Regions from separate parts of the Macaca mulatta genome. Here region 1 is linked to region 2. A link is a contact called in public Hi-C data. All regions are on one chromosome and are shown on one strand. The core of a region is the stretch at or near the end of the contact, and the rest is flanking DNA. Distances in the headings are between cores, read along the strand shown. Region 1 holds the start of SRPRA (SRP receptor subunit alpha). Region 2 holds the start of RPUSD4 (RNA pseudouridine synthase D4).

Region 1 (4,565 bases), core at 1,649-4,148, 57 kb after region 2:
TGTCTTCACGACTCAAGCTCTTTGAACCCACAAGGCCCTTCAGCATACCAAACATGCCACCCAGTGTGCCCTTGGTCGCACTGCAGGGACAGGAGATGACAAATATACATAGAGCGAGTAGGTGGGAGTTGTATCTTACCAGTTTTGCAGATGCATATGCCACTCCCCCACTTGAAATCTCCCTACCTAGGCTTGGTGGAGTTTTGAGCAGCCCCTTCGTCGTCGGAGCTGCTGCAGTCCAGATCCTGAAGCTGCCCCCCAGGCCCAGTCCCTCGAATCTGGAAGATACAGGGAAAGGAGATGGGGCCAGAAACACTAAGGTCTCTGAGGAAGAAGTCCACATTGCTCTATCTCTTTCATTTGGGGAAGCTCCAAGTATAACTTACCCCTCATTCATATCCAAGTATCATGTTCCCACACTCTACTTCCTCCCAATTTGTTATTAAAGATAACCTTCACTTTGACCCCTGTTGCCTCTTACCAAGTTGATGTCCTCAGACAAGGCAGCCTCAGGGCTTCCATTGGTGGTGGGAGTACTGTAATCCAACACTTCTTTGTTAGCACAGCCACCCAGTTCCCACACCCGGGGCGCTTTTTTGCCCTTCTCCTTTGGAGCATCTGACTTCGTGGACTTGCTGCAACAGGTTATGGTGGAGAAGCAGGAAAGGAAACATGAGCCGGAGACCAGAACTCCCTTGCACCCATCATGTCTAGATAACAGTATTTTGAGAGTACTGAAGAAAGAGTGCTCACTTGGACTTCTCCATACCCCTCCCATGCTTCTGAATGAACTCCTCTCGCTTCCTGCGGATCAGCTCCTCTTTGGAAAGTTCTACTCCGTTCTCAGGACCCACTGGAAGACCTGACTTTTCTGCAGGGACGGCTTTGCTGGTAGCCAAAGGACCATCAGAACCTGTTGGGAAAAAACTCACTGAAGGAAAAAAAAAGACAATCTCAACCACTAGACAATGGCTAAAAGTCTTCCAAATTGTTCAAAGGAAATTTGGACCAAACATCTTGGAGTTCACAAGGCCTGGGGATTATAGGATGGTGAGCATTTGAGTGAGGAGGAGGCAAGCAATGACAGAAAGAAGGAACACCTCAGTCCTTAGCACCGTCTTAACACCTTTCACATCCCAGTGTATCCAAAGAACTCAAACTCGCCTTCCTTCTTGGCCCCCTTTTTTTTGCTATTCTTTGCTTTTTCCTTGGGCTTTTCCCCGCGTGTCTCAATCATGGACCTCACAGGTTTCTTGGCCTTTTCAGAATCTTCAAATTTCTTCATGGTAGTGGGAGCTCGGATCTTACTGCTCTCCTCTGCTTCACTAAACAAAAAAGAGAATGGTTTATCTTTCTACCCCGTGCAGGAGGAAAAATAACAGTCCAGAGAAAGGACTCTCACACCTAAGAGGACAATGAGAACTGGGGAGCAAATTAGGAGTGTCTTTGAACACACCAATTTACCACCCTTGAACCACCTTCAGAGAGATCATCAAATCAGGGAAATAAATTGATTTTAGAGAAGGCAGGCCTCTCACCGAAGGAGCCGCAGGAAGTCATTTTGGAAATCAAAAGTGCCATTTAATAAACTCAAAGCACTTTGCTGTTGGATCTCCGTGCGGTACTTGTCCCGAAACAGCCGGTGCACGTCATCTATCAATTTGTCTACATACGTCAGTGTCAGGATCTTCTGAAAACCAACCTGTTTAGGGGAAGAAACAGAGCCAACAGATCTGCTTACATGCCAGCCTAGAATGGAGGGACGCCAACTCAACCCTGGCTTTCAGAGATAGTTCAGCTACCTGGCCGGTTTCCCTGTCCTGACAGGCAGCCAAGCTCCCTGCCTGGGCCCAGTAGCTGCTGTTTTCCCCCATCTACCTTTCTAGTTTTTTCAGTTACGTCATCATATACACTGGCTGCAATTAATCAGAGTTCTCTTAATAATCAGGACTATGTTAACAATGTAATCGTCCCTCTACAACATCCCACTTACCACAAACACCAGCTCAAACTGGTTGTCCAATTTATACTTGAGTGTGAGTGCCTCATGGGTGAAGGAGTTGTTACCTCCCCGTTCCTGGAGAAAGAGTATGTCTCAGTGTTCAGACCATCCCCAGAAAACCCAGGTTTGGGCCCTGGGTTTGGATTACCTTTGGGAAAAAGCCAGACATTTCCCTCAAACTCAAATCTGTCCCCAGGACAAGAGGATGCTGGGGCACTTCTCTCTGGCATTCTACCAGAAATGAAAGAAGATAACCAAGTTGGGGGAAGGAGGTGAGAGGCAGCAAGGCACATAGGAGCCAAAACGAAAGTAGTCATATAAACAATCAGATTATTAGCAGCTATACAGCATTCAGTTTTGTAAAGGTGTTTTCCCATCTGTTATTTCACCTAGCCTCGAAACAACAAAACCAAGCTGCTGGGGATAAATAGAGGGAGCGGAGGGGAATACCAAAGGCGCCGGAATTCGGCTAGAGTCCAGACGCCGGAGTGGGGGTCGTCACTAAGTTGTGGGTACTCTGAAGGGGACGAGAAAACGAAGCGGAGCCCGGGTTACGCGTGAGTGGCCAGTTTGAGGTGGGCGGGGAGGGTGGGAGGAGGCGCGGAATAGAATCGAAGGGACCATGGATCGGGTCAGGAAAGAAGAGCCTGGAGTTCTGATCCCACGGGGGCGGTACCTGCAGCAGCACGGAACGAATCAACGCGTTAACAGGCCCGGTGCATGAGTCGCTAACGCCCTGGAAGCACCAGAGCACAAGCCCACCCTTGGAGAAAATGGTGAAGAAGTCGAGCATGGCGGCAGCGGCAGAGGAGCTGGGGCCGGCGCCGGGAATTCAGGCCGCGATAGCCGCCGCTTCCTGCTGCGCCAAGCGCGGGACACGTCACACCAGCGGCCCCGGAAACCGGCTCAACGCACTTCCGCTCGGAAAGCTGGGTGCCCTCCCCATCTCCGCCCGAGGGCGCGCAGGCCTGACGTATCTCAAGGCCAGCCAATGGCGGGTGGGAGCGGGCCTGGGCGGGGCTCCCGGAGAGGTCACGGGGAGACCGCCACCTTTAGCGTGGGGGGGCGGAGCCCTGAGGGCCACTGGCCAATTGGCGCGCTCGTCTGAATGGCGTTTGGCGCGGAGCAGTGACGGCTGGGATAATAGCGAGGCAGCTGTGCGGCTCTCAGAGGGTGCCGGTCTCAGAGGGGCCATGATTCGGAGGGTTCTGCCGCACGGCTTGGGCCGGGGCCTCTTGACCCGGAGGCCAGGCACTCGCAGAGGAGGCTTTTCTCTGGGTAAAGTTGAGGACGACAGAGGGTATTGTGGTTCTGGGGTGTCCCCAACCTCCGACTGTGTGTCCTTCAGGACCCGAAACCGTGGCCCACACTGGCAGGACAGTGGGTCGGCTTGGGGAAGGGGGTAAGCTTGCCTACCAGAGCTTGTACGGGCGGTGCAGGTGTATGGCTCCCAAGGCAGCCCTTCTCAGGTGGCAGATCTCACATCATTCTACGTTTCCGGTTACAGTCAGACTGATTGATAGGTGGTACAGATGTGCATTAAGTCCTGCCCGCGTTCAGGATGCTGTACTTAGTGCTGTTGCGGTGAAGGAGTGAAGAGAAGACGGGATTCAGTGAATGTCCTGGAAGATGGCTAGAGTGTACCTAGAGAGGGAAAATTTCAATAGACAGTAGGCCAGTTCAAGACTGGATAGAGGCCGGGCGCGGTGACTCACGCCTGTAATCCTAGCACTTTGGGAGGTCGAGGCGGGTGGATTACCCGAGCTCAAGAGTTCGAGACCAGCCTGAGCAACATGGTGAAACCCCGTCTCTACTAAAAATACAAAAATTAGCTAGATGTGGTAGTGGGCTCCTGTAATCCCAGCTATTCGGGAGGCTGAGGCGGGAGAATCGCTTGAACCCGGAAGGCGAAGGTTGCAGTGAGCCGAGATCACGCCATTGCACTCCAGCCTGGGTGACAGAGCGAAACTCCATCTCAAAAAAAAAAGATTGGATAGAACTCAACTTAAAGAATGCTTTGCACTGCTAGCTAGTATAATGGCGGAATTACATGGAGCAGGTGGGAACTGAGATCAGCCTTGAAGGATGTTTACTGGCTTAAGAAAGGTGTGTGTTCCTGTCTCTGAATAATTGAGTGCAGATTAGGAGAAAAATATTGTTCTTGTGCAAGGAACTAGCAAAAGCCATCTAGATAGACAGTGTGAGTAGTAGCATGAAATGTAGTGTGGACAGGTGAGCTAAGGCCAGACCAAAGAAAGATTGCGGTGCTGCTGAGAAGAGTTTGAGTGAGGTATGAAATGGCAAAATGATTAATTTATTTAAGGTACTTACTGAGCACTTAAAATATGCCGGGTGTTACCATAGGCTGGAGATTCAGTGGTGAAGGTGAACACAGCCTACCCCTCATGGATTTTAGAGTATGTAACAATACAAACTCAAAGCTGCAAGTGTGTCCAAAAGACCATGTAGAGTTTGAGCTGGTCTGGGGGTCAGGAAAGGCTTTCCAAGCAAGGAATTAACTAGGCAAGGAAGTGGACACAGTTTCAAAGCAGAGAGCACGTGT
Region 2 (4,419 bases), core at 1,532-4,031:
TTACCTCAAGGGAAAAGACTAGAATGGCAGAGTGGGTGGATTCTCCAGGAGTTTTTCACATTATCTTTGTTGTTTGACTATTTTTATCACAGGAATAAAATCATATATTACTCGTATAATTAATTAATTTTTTTTTTCTTTAGAGACAGGGTCTCACTCTCTCATCCACGATGGAGTGCAGTGGTGTGATCATAGCTCACTGTAACCTCAAACCCCTAGGCTCAAGTGATCCTCCCACCTTGGCCTCCCAAGTAGCTGGGACTACAGCTATGTGCCACTATACCGGGCTACCTTTTTACTTTTTATAGAGAAAAGGTGTCGCTATGTTGCCCAGGCTGTTCTCCAACTCTTGGCCTAAAGTGATCCTCCCACCTCTGCCTCTCAAAGTGCTGTGATTATAGGCATGAGCCACTATGGACAGCCTATGCTTGTATAATTAATTTTTGATAATTTTGATGTATACCAGAATTAAGAACCACTGTTCTATCAGATTTAATATTCTAAGCACCAAAGCTGTTTCACATACTTTTTATAATCTTGCAGGTCCTAGTGCAGTGCCTTCAATTAATTGGAGTTTCTGCTTTTAATGGATAAATAGGTGAAAGAAATGCCTCCACTTATACCACCTCTACTGCCATCAGCAGGCCTCATACCAGTACTTCTTCACCACCTGACGGGTTCTAAACAACTCTTGGACTTGATGTGCCATGTCCTTGTCCCAAGCCAACACCATTACGCCTGTGGTTTCCTTGTCCAGCCGGTGGCACAGATGCAAGGGCTCTGCCTTGTGGCCATGAAGCATCTTTGCCAGGATAGGTAGTACATCACTGATGCAGAGCTGGACCCCAGGGCCACCTAAGAAGGAAAAAGCCAAATATTTGAGTGGCCAGGAAAAGATCTCACCAAAGAACTCTTCTTGGGAGAAAAGCCCTTAATGGATAAACTGTCAATATTTTCTAAAGCATTACTACTGAAGTGTGGTCCAGAGACTAGCAACAATGGCATGTCTAGGGAGCTTATTAGAAATGAATCTCAGGCTCCCAACCTAGACTACTCAGTCAGAATCTGCATTTTACAAGCTGTCCAAATGATTCAGAAGCATAATAAAGTTTGAGAAGCACCATTCTAGAGCATGTGGCTTTCCTCTCAGACATACTTTGCAAAACCATGAGGCCTTCGAGAAGCATTAAATATGAGTGATTAGGAGGATAGGCTTCGGGGTTAGACATTCCTGGGGTTCTAGTCTCCTCTTCTTACTAGCCATTTTTTTGACCTTGGACACATTACTTCTCTTTCCAACTTTGCTTTCTCATTATAAAATGTAAATATCTGGAAAACAACTTCATTGGGGAATGGGGAGGCAAAAAACTGTTGTGAAAATAAAGAGAGAAAAAAATTATACAAACACTTGGCAATGTCTGATTTAGTTCCTTGTCTTTATGAACGACTATCTCCATATCTCCCCGAAAAGCAATACCTTCTTCTAGCTAAAACGGGCCTTTTCCCTCTGCAAAATTCTTTCGCAAATGCATTTTTTAAATCAATCTTTCCTGATTCACCTCAGCTGTCCCTGACAACTACATGCAACATTTGTTGAAAGACATTTGAGCGTCCACTAAATTCCAGTTACTCTGGGGTTGTACGTTACATATACTCCCACATACACACACACACACCCTTTTTTCTTATGTATCATTTTCTCATTCCCAGTTTTGATGGAAGATAACCTTTAGTCTAGAACCACACAGCCTTTGTATATCTCTACAGTGATCCCTGTGGTCTGCACACAGCGTATTCCACGAATTGCTGCTTACTGTCAGATGTTTAGAAGGGGAGGACTGTCTTATTTATTTCTGTGTCCTCGGTGGTTCCTTATATTGGACGGTAGTCTAAAAAGGTTTAATTAATTTGAACGCAAGGCTTTAGAGTGCACCACAAGTAACGTCTCAGTTTTCCTCGGTTGTAGCAGAAAGCAGCCACAGATCCCTCTCCCATTCCCGCGTGGTCCTTACCATGCACAGGGAGACCGTAGGGCTTATTGATGACCACAAGGTTATTGTCCTGGTGGAGAATTCCTCGGGTCAGTGCCTTAGCAAGCACGTTGGGGTGGACTCGCTGCAGCTGCCGTGTGAACCGCACTATTTCTTGCACTCTCCGCTGAACAGGGTTTGTGGACACCTAGGGAGAAAGAAGGAGCTGTGGGGAATGCCTGGTGCGGAAGCGGTGGAGAAGTCCTTACACAAAGCTCTGGGTGAGAATCTGAGTGGGGAATGACTATCTTTGCATCAGACCCGCGCTTTCCTCGAGTAATCTGAGAGCAGGGGTACCAGGGGTACCAGTTTGTCTAACCTGCGTACCCACGCAGTGGGTAGGACCGAACCTGACAGTAGCCAAAGACCCAGCTCACGGGAAAACACCGTACCCTTACTGACCCTTCCCCTCCACCTTCTCCCCATTCTCCCACCTAGCGTCCGGGCTATTGACTCATACGCTTTCAGTCAGAGGACCCTCCTACCTACTCCGGGTCCGGGAAACCAATGAGCGCACTGTCTCTTGGGAGTTGTGGTCCCTTCGGACTCACCGGCTTCTTGTTCGTGTCTTGTTCCCGTTTCTGGGCTCGGAGCCTCTCCGCTAATCTCTGGGCATTTACGGACGTAGAGGCAGCGGCAGCGGAACAAAATGGCTTTGAGACGAGACTGAAGAGACTCCCCAAACCCTGGCCGTTTCCCCAGCTCCAGAGGCCCGACGCCCTCCACCTGGGCGCCGCCATCTTGCCAGGAAGGGAGGGGCGAGCCAAGACCACGTGGAGAAGGGCGGCAAGAGTGAGGCGGGAGTGGGTGGACCCTGCAGGTCACGTGGTGCGGGGTGGGGCCTGGACGAGTCACGGGGGTTAGGTGCGCGCTCAGTGCGGCTGCGCCGGCCGGTAGCTGCAGCTGGAGCAGTGGCGTTTGGAGGAGACTCGGTGAGTGTGTAGGGAAGCAGGGCTGGGGCTGGGAAATGCCGGTGCCTCAACGCATTAACGTTTTCCGCGTCCCCGGGATTTCTGTTCAAGAAGAACACTGGTCCGAAAAACGTTTCTCCTTTTGGTACACGATCCCAGTGAGAAACTCCTCCCCGCCCCCGCGCCCCCTTAGAGGCGATGTCCCATAAACACTCGCCCCAGAGTCCTCCTAGGCACCTACGCCGTCCCTCTTAGCCACCGAATCTCCGGTGATCCGCCAGTCCCCTGCGGGACTCGTCGGGTACCCTCTTGATTGGATGCCTGGATCTCTGTAGCCTCTCCACCCGTCATCTTCCAACTCCCATCCTCTTTGTTTCACGTGGTAACCTGTCCACCTCTCGTAAGGATGACGGCCCCTTCCCTTATCCAGGGCCCCCAGCCCCTACTTCCTACTTAGGAAGCACTGTGAGTGTTTTTTCTGTCCTTCCTCAAGAATTCATTGCTTGGAGTCTCCTCCCTACCTTCGCTACTCCTAAAGAAAAAGCTGAAAGTACGGAGCACAGACCTTCACTTTTCCTGTTTCCTTTGTTTTTCCTCTCCTCCACAGTTTGCAACCGCACTAAACCCCCTCTCACGAGATGCGATGTTGAGATTCCCTTGCCCGAACTGCAAGTGACTACCTCTGATTTCAATCAGGGGTGGCTGGGAAGATAAACATGTGCTTGGGATGGTAGTGTTAAAAGTAACTTAGGATGTTCCTGCCATTTGTTAAGAGAAAAACTTATGCTGAGTTCAGAAAGAATGTCCTGAAAACTAATGGATCTGTGAAGATGGGGGAACAATTTTTTTAAGACTGCTTGGAGTGAAGGCTGCCTGAGGAGTTATTAGAGAATAGGTAGTTGAATTAGATTTGGGTTCTACACCTCCTAAAGGGTTTGGCAGAAGGGAGCCGTACCAACAAGAAACAAAGTTGATCAGGTGGAGCTACTCATAGAAGACTCAAGTTGAAGAGTTTGAACTAGAGGTGACAAGTTGAAGAGTTGGAACTAGAGGTAGTGGGGAGTCTTTGAAGCTTCTTGAGTAGGGCAGAGAGACTCCTTGAAAGTGAAATTCTGGAAGTGAATCTGGCAGTTGAATGCAGGACAGATGGGAAAGGAAAGGGTTTGATAGTAGGAAAACTAGTTACAACCTAGGTGGTCAGTGATGAGGTCTGGTCTTTTCCCCTACACTGTAACTGTCCTTTGAGTTTGAATTGATTATGAGTTACGCAGGTAAAGATGTACTCTTGGCAGCTGCTGTTGATCTGTGAGTCCCTGGAAGACTTTTTTTTTTTTTTTAAATCCTCTGACCTGGCACATAGTAAACTCACAATATCTGTTAGATGGCTGAAGTGCATCATAAATGTATGCTAGGTGTGTCTGAACATTTTGAATTGTCTTATTTCTGTCACTGGCCTGAAGAATGAACGTAGAGGCAGA

What was found. Hi-C and Micro-C count contacts between places; a contact is called where the count stands out from the background.
Region 1: a Hi-C map of liver shows a contact between it and region 2, with 3 times the contacts expected there. The contact joins the promoter of SRPRA here to the promoter of RPUSD4 in region 2. A contact is called at or near these places in 3 of 14 Hi-C or Micro-C datasets (cortical neurons, fetal cortex germinal zone and liver).

What each region holds. Positions count from the first base shown.
Region 1 is chr14:126,664,361-126,668,925 of T2T-MMU8v2.0, forward strand. SRPRA (SRP receptor subunit alpha) reads right to left here and starts at 2,899. Exons shown (of 14, transcript NM_001266746.1): 1 at 2,679-2,899; 2 at 1,994-2,077; 3 at 1,539-1,702; 4 at 1,165-1,325; 5 at 754-913; 6 at 482-635; 7 at 187-278; 8 at 1-80. The coding sequence starts at 2,795. It overlaps FOXRED1 (FAD dependent oxidoreductase domain containing 1), which reads left to right and starts at 3,145. Exons shown (of 10, transcript XM_077964638.1): 1 at 3,145-3,280.
Region 2 is chr14:126,607,580-126,611,998 of T2T-MMU8v2.0, forward strand. It overlaps RPUSD4 (RNA pseudouridine synthase D4), which reads right to left and starts at 2,782. Exons shown (of 8, transcript XM_077964639.1): 1 at 2,582-2,782; 2 at 2,013-2,178; 3 at 654-855. The coding sequence starts at 2,770. It also overlaps a transcript of FAM118B not described here.